Regions from separate parts of the Zea mays genome. Here regions 1 and 3 are each linked to region 2. Evidence: chromatin contacts called from public Hi-C data. All regions are on one chromosome and are shown on one strand. The core of a region is the stretch at or near the end of the contact, and the rest is flanking DNA. Distances in the headings are between cores, read along the strand shown. Region 1 holds the start of LOC100275315. Region 2 holds the start of LOC100382909. Region 3 holds the start of bz15 (beta zein).

The links. A called contact is a pair of places that touch in the nucleus more often than the background predicts.
Region 1: a contact with region 2 is called in a Hi-C map of tassel, with 2.9 times the contacts expected there. The contact joins the promoter of LOC100275315 here to the promoter of LOC100382909 in region 2. A contact is called at or near these places in 5 of 25 Hi-C or Micro-C datasets (bundle sheath, ear, leaf and 1 more).
Region 3: a Hi-C map of leaf shows a contact between it and region 2, with 5 times the contacts expected there. The contact joins the promoter of bz15 here to the promoter of LOC100382909 in region 2. A contact is called at or near these places in 10 of 25 Hi-C or Micro-C datasets (bundle sheath, ear, endosperm and 2 more) and 1 of 3 datasets of contacts at active chromatin or transcription factors (leaf).

Annotation. Positions count from the first base shown.
Region 1 is chr6:52,343,327-52,346,297 of Zm-B73-REFERENCE-NAM-5.0, reverse strand. It overlaps LOC100275315, which reads left to right and starts at 1,509. Exons shown (of 1, transcript NM_001328138.3): 1 at 1,509-2,083. The coding sequence starts at 1,641. The coding sequence ends at 1,853.
Region 2 is chr6:51,982,281-51,985,216 of Zm-B73-REFERENCE-NAM-5.0, reverse strand. It overlaps LOC100382909, which reads left to right and starts at 1,417. Exons shown (of 4, transcript NM_001175597.1): 1 at 1,417-2,169; 2 at 2,251-2,411. The coding sequence starts at 1,625.
Region 3 is chr6:52,386,810-52,389,715 of Zm-B73-REFERENCE-NAM-5.0, reverse strand. It overlaps bz15 (beta zein), which reads left to right and starts at 1,580. Exons shown (of 1, transcript NM_001112534.1): 1 at 1,580-2,302. The coding sequence starts at 1,631. The coding sequence ends at 2,167. It overlaps LOC103629299 (photosynthetic NDH subunit of lumenal location 5, chloroplastic), which reads left to right. Exons shown (of 7, transcript NM_001358049.2): 5 at 238-292; 6 at 371-456; 7 at 593-1,023. The coding sequence ends at 745.

The DNA.
Region 1 (2,971 bases), core at 260-2,759, 360 kb before region 2:
CTCTCTCTCCCCCGCGAGCGCTTGTAACCCCTACTGCAAGCGCATCCCCCTGGCGCAGGATAACACGAGCCGCGTTTTCCCCGTTGTGTTCCATCTCGCGCCAACCCATCTGGGCTGGGACACGCAGCGACAATTTTACTCGTCGGTCCAGGGACCTCCCGGGGTCGAAACGCCGACATGACCGACAAGAGATTGACAGCTTTAGGAGAAACATAAAAGGACAAGATCATAGTTGCCAAAGCTTACAACAAGAAGGTCAAGACTAAATCGTTCCAGGTAGGGGACCTGGGATGGAAGACTATCTTGCGTCTAAGGAATAAAGACCAGAAGTTTGGAAAGTGGTCGCTAAGCTGGAAAGGACCTTACAAGGTCACGCAGGTGATGTATGGTAACGCTTACTTGTTGCAACCATTACAAGGCAAAGGCTTGCCTAAGGCGTTAAATGGACGGTTCCTCAAGCAGTAACATCCTAGTATGTGGAAAGATGACTAAGAAAACCGATGTGATTGCATCGAGGTAGTTGCTTTTGGTTTGCTCAGCTCCGCCAAAAGGCAAAGGGGGCATATGTTGAGCACCAAAATAGGCAGGGCGAACGGTCCGGCCTCGAGGCCGGATGGTCCGCGGTCCAGACGGTCCGCGCGCGCAGATCCAATTAGGGTTCCTAGTTTCTTGGGACGGTTGTTAGCTAAATTCACGTAATTAACTCGGCAAATTGGTTTGTAACAGGTGCAGACCCCCTCCTCTATAAATATAGAGGAATACGACCGATTAGGATGAACAATCGAACCAACAATCACTACAATTCACATTTTATCTTGTACATTTAGGAGTATCTCTAGTTTAGTTCTAGTTTAGCATCTCAATCCCTAAATTCTCCGCTTCTCTTCGGCTCTACGTCGATTAGAGGTGTCTAGGTCAGTCTGCCGACCAAAGATAAAGCCTAGGACCTCTTCTTCCCGACGGGGTCCCTCTCGGGAGTAAGATACAGACGCTGTCGACGAACTTCACCGCCCAGCGCACGCGCGGACCGTCCGGCCTATAGGTGCGGACTATCTGGCCCGTCAGACAGAAACGTCAGCTTCTGCGCCAGGTCGCGGACCGCATCTAAGTAGAGCGCACCACCGCCGTTTTTCAACAGTGATTGGCGGTCGGATCGGCACCAACAAAAAGTAGCTTTGATGTTAACCCACACAAATCTCTCTCTCTCTGTGTATATATATATATATATATATATATATATATATATATATATATATATATATATATATATATATATATATATATATATATATATATATATATATATATATATATATATATATATATATATATATATATATATATATATATATATACTACAAGGCGCGGTGGGGACGACATGCCATTGTCATGTGGGGAACGACCATGGAAAGCGAGACATCACCAACCAACCAGAACCAGCAGGCGAGGCGGATCAAATATGCAAAGCATGGAGAGAGATATAGCTAGAGCCTAGAGCGAGCACCAGCAAACCAAACAAGCAGACCACCTTCTCCACCCGGCCGGCCTTCGTCTTCCTCCGATCCCCAGGCCCCAGCCACTCCCCGTACAAGCCAAAGAGACCAGTAGGTAGGCAGGCAGTTCATCGTCGATCGAGCAAGATGTCGGACTGGGGCCCCGTGGTGATCGGGCTGGTGCTGTTCGTGCTGCTCTCGCCGGGGCTGCTCGTCCAGCTCCCCGGCCGCCACCACTTGGTGGAGTTCGGCAACCTGAAGACCAGCGCCGTCTCCATCGTCGTCCACTCCATCATCTACTTCGCGCTCATCACCCTCTTCGTCATCGTCATCGGAGTGCACATCACCACCGGCGACTAGCTCGATCGATCACACGTCTCTGTCGATTAATTTCCTGATCGATCGGTCTGCTTGGCTTCTTTCTTTTTCATCTCGTGCATCTGTGTTACTATATATACTACACCATACCATACACGTCTTTCCCACCTCCGACCCCTCTCTGTCCTTCCCATCAGCATATATACTAGAATGTCGTGCGTCAGCGCGTGTATGATGCTGTCGACCATGGCAATCGAACTTAATTAATTTCTCAGCATCCATCTGGAATAGAAAGAAGGAAAAGAATGTTGTCTGTAATGTTTCAGTTCATGCAGGGAAGTCGTGCCCTGGAGTTTAGGCGTCATGGGGTGAACTCGGTCCTGGGATGAGCATTGAGCATTGAGCAGTAGTTAGCCACACACTCAGATATTGTTTGTTTGTTTATATATATTCAGTTTACCACAGCGAATTCAGTCACCGTGTTCAGGCTGTAAGAGTCCCTTATTACGTTTGTGTTTTTTCTTTTCGTTTAGCAATTAATGCATAGACGTGACAGTCTGACAGAGACGTAGACGATCGCTCACTACTCCTACCTTTCTCTTCGAGATGCGTCCTCGAGACGTACGATCCTTCTTCACCACTGACTACAAGGATAGATAGATAGATAGATATGACTGGAGAAGCTGAACGGTGGTGGTGGTGGCTTATGTATCTGCGTACGCATGCATGGCTCCCCCAGCCCCAACCCACTTTCTCAGCCTTTGTTATGTGTTGTCTTCAGTGGGATATCCCTCTCCATCTGCAGTATGAATTTTTCTGGAACCAAGTATAATAAGTGCTAGCGAACGAGGATGTCAGCGACAAATACAGTGGCCACACATAAGGATAGCATAGCTGCTCTGCACCACCTGTTTTTAGGTCCTGATGCTGGCTCCAACAAGAGCCGCTAAAGGCTCCTGTCCGCTAAACGTAGAGGGCTGTCAGGTCCATGCCGGCAGGTCCCCTACGGCTCCAACAACATCCTCTAAAGCGTCCCCTAAAGTTTAGGGTATCTGCCAGATACCCTAAATGTGGAGGCAGCCCACCGTGCGCTATCCGCGCGACGGATCAACCACTCGCCGTGAGGAAACTTCCACCTCCTCACTCCGCGCGCTGGCGAC
Region 2 (2,936 bases), core at 168-2,667:
TTTAGGTTGTTTGGCTTCGAGATGACTTCTCCAATGATATTAACGTCCTGTTTTGCACAACTTTTCCACCGCGCTTGTACTTTTTTTCTCAAATGTAATAAAATAAATAAAATATAAGACCGGCTATATTTCAGTGTCTGAAATATAATATATTTTTAATATAATGATCGTTATTGCTAGCTCATGAACATGCAAAGCTGAGGTTTATCTTAATATAGAAAAAAAGCAAAGCGACAAGATGGACATACACAATATCTCTTCAAAAGGAGATAAAATTTAAACGGCTAACGATTTAGAAAAAAATGATAAAAATATAGTCGTAGTCCTTAAAAAAGCAGGCACCGAGAAAGAAACGGAAAAGCGGATTTTTAATTATGTAATAAAACCCGGGAAAAGGGTGTGACTGTGAGCAAGTAAAAAGGCACCGGATTTCGAAAAGGGCGGGGGAGGGGGCAGCCCAGTACAGGCTGCAGCACTAGTGGACGGGACGGCGGTGCCTGCCTGTATGTCCTCTTCCTCCCTCTCTCATCTGAGGCCATCTCTCTCTTCCGCGATTACCGAGGCAAAGCCCCAAAAGACAGTGCAGGGCACGGGCTGGCACGCAGCCTCTGCGCCGCTCCACCACTCCCCACCGCCAGTCCGCCACCATCCATCCAGTACAGGACAGTGCAGCAGGCGTGGCTGCGTCTGTGCGTGGAGCGGCATCGTCTTTCTCTCTCTCCCGTGTGCACGCTGCACCCACACAGACACAGCCAAACCCCCGAACCATTTCTTCCCAAAGCCCCAAACCAAAACCCCCCCTTCCTCTCTCCAGTCTCCACCCGTGCCGCCGGTGGAGGCCGCCGGATCGCGGCGCGCAATGCTTCTGCCGCCGCCTCCCGCCTTCCTCCCCCTCCTCTTCTCTTTGCTGCTACTGCTCCCGGCTGCTACCATTTCCACCACCCAAACAAATGCCACCCTGCCGTCGCCGCCTCTGTTTCCGCCTCCGCCGCCGGCGGCACCGCATCCTCCCCATCGCCACCACCACACCGCGTCTCCTCGCACCACACTGACGCCGCGGCCGCCACCCAGCCTGACCCCTCCTCCGCGCCACCCTACACCCACTCCCGTCGCCGTGCCGCCGGCACAGGCGTCGCCTCCGACGCCACCGCCCACCCCCACGCCAGCGCCGCCGGTCGCCACTCCGCCGACGCCCAAGTACCCGTCCTCCTCCGCCACCCCCTCCACCGGGGATCCATACCCCTTCACCAACAACCCCTTCTTCCCAACAGCCAACTCGCCGCCGCCGCCAATCCCGGCCACCGAGACCCAGCCCTCCTCCTCCGGCGACGGCAGCCTCCCGACGTTCCCGGCCAACATCTCCACCCTCGTCGCCCCGACCCCGCGCGCCTCCGGCTCCCGCCGCTTCCCCGTGCTCCAGACGCTGCTGCTCTCCTTGCTCTCCCTCTGCCTCATCCTCCTCTCAGCGCTCCTCTCCATCCACCTCGTCCGCCGCCTCCGCCACCGTGGTGGCGCCGCGGCATCCTCCCCCTCCGCTGCCCAGCGCCGCTCCGCAAGTAACCACCACCAAGACGACGACAACGACGACGGGGACGAGGAGGGCCGCAGCCTCAAGCCGCCACCAATGCCCACCTCCTCCACTAACCCCAGCACTGAGTTCCTCTACCTCGGAACCCTCGCCACCCCGCCGCCGCCGGGGCCGCAGCACCCCGGGACAAGTTCCAGTCTACGCCCTGGCTCGCCGGAGCTCCGCCCTCTGCCTCCGCTTCCGCGCGTCGGCCCGCCGTCCGGCGAGTTCTTATCCCGCAGCTCCGCTTCCGACCCCAGCACCGTGCCTCCCGCCGCCGCTGCCGATGCCTCGTCGTCCTCGCTCTCTCCCTCCTCGCCGTCGGCATCCTCGCCCACGCTCGGCTCTAGCCCCGTCCATTTCCGCCCGCCGACCATCCCCCAGCCGCGTGGCCGAGCCCCCAATCCCTCGCCGCCTAAACGGAGGCCGTCGCCGCCCAAGGGTGCTGCGGAGCCAGTGGCGGCGCACGGGTGGAACCCCTTCGTGCCGCTGCCGCCGCGACCAGCTGTGGCTTCATCAGATGATGGTGACTCTGATCAGATGATGGACCTGCGCAAGTCGCGGCCTTTGCACTCGGACAAGCTCAAGCCCGGCTCTTTGCAGTAAGACCAACTCTTCGCGTTCCCTCTTCTTCATCCGGACCGATTCGATTTCTGAGGTTGCCTCTGCCCTATGTGCTATAGCATGAAGGACGAGGTGATCCAGCTATACCTCAACAATTCGGCAGCAGTTGCGGCACCAAGGGAGGTGTGTTTGCTTGGTGCCCTCAGGTGTCATGGCATCGGGATGATTGTAGGAGCATTGGGAGTTTCCAAGGAGCAACTGAAGGATGCACTCTTGGAAGGTACATATGGTTTGATCTTTGCTCGTATAAGGCAACCCAGTTTGAGTTTTCTCTGAATATGCTGACAAAGTTGCAATCTCTCTTGGACGAAAGTATTCTAGTGTTTATTACTTGTGGGAGGACCTTCAAATTGCTTGTGCCATTGCCGATTGGCCATGTTTGTAGCATCATCACATGGCGCCATGTTGATTATGAGTTACGTGAATGATTGTCTCTGATGAACGTTGGGGCCTTACCAATGGGCCACACGGCATGGCCCTCCTACTGTCATACGTTTTGAAAAAAAAAACAGAGTTACACAGCCCACTTTCATTTTAGGTGCATTGTTTATTTCCTAGAAAGAGATCACATTTAGGGTACCATTGGAGCGTTTTGTTGTCCATGTGTTCAACTTCTTCATGCGGTGACAAACCTGTCCTTTCAAGGTGCACCACTCCACTCTTTGTTTTGCATGTCGTAGCAAATCTGTTTTGGTTCCTGAAGTTGATCAATTACTAATTTCTTCAATCCTTCATGCTATGCCTT
Region 3 (2,906 bases), core at 331-2,830, 400 kb before region 2:
TGGCGCCTAGTATTGTTTTCCAAACTGATGCACGCATTTTCCATGTGTGACTTTATGAGGCCCAACTGTTTAAGGTTGGGACGCCGAATTCTTTGTGTACAGTCTAGCAGATTGGGTTTTTTAAAACACTACACAGAAGATTGGTTTTGTGCTTGAACAGTTGAACAAAGAGAGATTGAATTGGAAGATGCAGCTTTCAAGTGTTTGCGTGCGATTAACTAGAAGTTACACTTGCAGGGTACCGGTGGGAAAAGCATATATGGACGCACTTTCAAAGATGAGAACTTCAAATGTACGAAGTAGTAGTGATATGCTGTGTGGTTCCCAGTTCCTTTGCTAAAACTGACGGCCTGCTGATTTCGTGTTTTAGTGGTTCACACTGGACCTGGAGTGGTCAGCATGGCTAATGCTGGACCGAACACCAACGGCAGCCAGTTTTTCATTTGCACTGTCAAGGTAATCTTGTACTACCGTGTTTAACTACCAGGGGAATGGTCCCTTTTGCTGCCTCTGCTGCTTACAATTTATGTTTCAACTATACTCTCATGTACTAGCACCAAAGCTAACCCAGAACTGGTAATGACTGGTGCAGACGCCTTGGTTGGATGGAAGGCATGTCGTGTTTGGCCAGGTCGTGGAAGGGATGGATATTGTAAGGCTGATCGAGTCACAGGAGACTGACAGAGGTGACCGTCCGAAGAAGAAAGTAGTCATCAGCGAGTGCGGGGAGCTTCCAGTGGTCTAAGCGTTACTCATCTGTTGTCCGTTTCACTTCTGACGGATGACGATATCCCCCCCCCCCCCCCCCCCCCCCCCCATCCCATGTGCTAATTATAGAGAATATTTCGAATTCAAGTAAGGTCCCAAATCTGAGGCATACTGTTGCTGCCCTGCTGGAATAAATGTGCTACTTTCCCCTGCCTTGTTAAGGGAAAGGGTTTTGTTCACGATGTTACCTTGTAACCTTGTACTTATGTTTCATACTTGGAATGAAGGTTCATGGAACAAAAATATTCTGCTGCATTGCATGCAAGAGCTGTTGATCATTCAGAGCAATGTATTGGTTGTGAGTTTTTGACGGCGCTCACAGTGATAGATTTGTTATCTATATGCCAGCCCCAGCATATTCATCCTTGTGCTGTGGGCGTCTAGAGGACCGACAATATATATATTTTTAAAACAAATTCGTGAAGAACATCACAAGTTATGCATGCAAACTGCTCAAGTCATGTGGATCCAAGGCATCCTAACAACTAGCACAGCATTACAACAAAATATTGGTGTATATGTGCCTACAATGAAGTGAAAGGTGATGAGTCATGGTGATGTGTAAAGAGGCATTACAAAGTTAGCTTCACAAGCGTATGAATTCATTGACAACCCTTGACATGTAAAGTTGATTCATATGTATAAGAAAGCTTAATGATCTATCTGTAAATCCAAATCCATGTACTATGTTTCCACGTCATGCAACGCAACATTCCAAAACCATGGGTTGCAAGATGCTGCAGAATGCAAGCCATGGATCATCTATAAATGGCTAGCTCCCACATATGAACTAGTCTCTATCATCATCCAATCCAGATCAGCAAAGCGGCAGTGCGTAGAGAGGATCGTCGAACAGAACAGCATGAAGATGGTCATCGTTCTCGTCGTGTGCCTGGCTCTGTCAGCTGCCAGCGCCTCTGCAATGCAGATGCCCTGCCCCTGCGCGGGGCTGCAGGGCTTGTACGGCGCTGGCGCCGGCCTGACGACGATGATGGGCGCCGGCGGGCTGTACCCCTACGCGGAGTACCTGAGGCAGCCGCAGTGCAGCCCGCTGGCGGCGGCGCCCTACTACGCCGGGTGTGGGCAGCCGAGCGCCATGTTCCAGCCGCTCCGGCAACAGTGCTGCCAGCAGCAGATGAGGATGATGGACGTGCAGTCCGTCGCGCAGCAGCTGCAGATGATGATGCAGCTTGAGCGTGCCGCTGCCGCCAGCAGCAGCCTGTACGAGCCAGCTCTGATGCAGCAGCAGCAGCAGCTGCTGGCAGCCCAGGGTCTCAACCCCATGGCCATGATGATGGCGCAGAACATGCCGGCCATGGGTGGACTCTACCAGTACCAGCTGCCCAGCTACCGCACCAACCCCTGTGGCGTCTCCGCTGCCATTCCGCCCTACTACTGATTCATGATATTTGGGAAATCTCCTCTATCCATCTCTCTCTATCTATATATGTAATAATGCAGTAAGACGACACACATTATCATGTGTGGTATGACCAATAATATATGCATGGTCATAATAAAGTTTTGGTTTTAATGAATCTATCGGCCGCTTGATGTCTATGATGGACAAATCAAAACTTCTCCTGTCAGGCATGTAAATATTTCAAAATCTCTATTCAGGCTCAAATTCATAGCATATGGGTAGAGTAGTATGCTTGAGATTAGCAACTTTATACTTGAGTATAGAGTATAAAACATAAAGTCATGTGTATTCTATTGGCTAGATAAGTGTAAATGTGAGTTTAGAGGCAACAACCATGATTTGAATCCTAATTTACACATAATTTTAGCGTTTTTTCCATTTAAAGGCGGGGCTTGACGAAGTTGGAAGCCGTGGAACTGCTGGGGCTTATCTTGACAACAAATCATTCCGGCAGAGACATCATTCTTAATAGATACTGAGGCCAATCCCTTGAACTTATTCACGAGTAGTTTGATAACATTCTGTCACCCGAAAAGATTCTGTTAGATGGATGCAGCAACTAGGATCTGGTGATAACTAGCCCCGCTACCGGCGTGATTGGTTGTGGTGCCAACGGGAGCCATGCTCACGCTGGCCTGGACGATCCGGGAAGCCTCTCACTAGCATCTCCACGCGTGCAGGCGGAGGGTTGAAAAAATGCTTGGCCTGCTTCCGT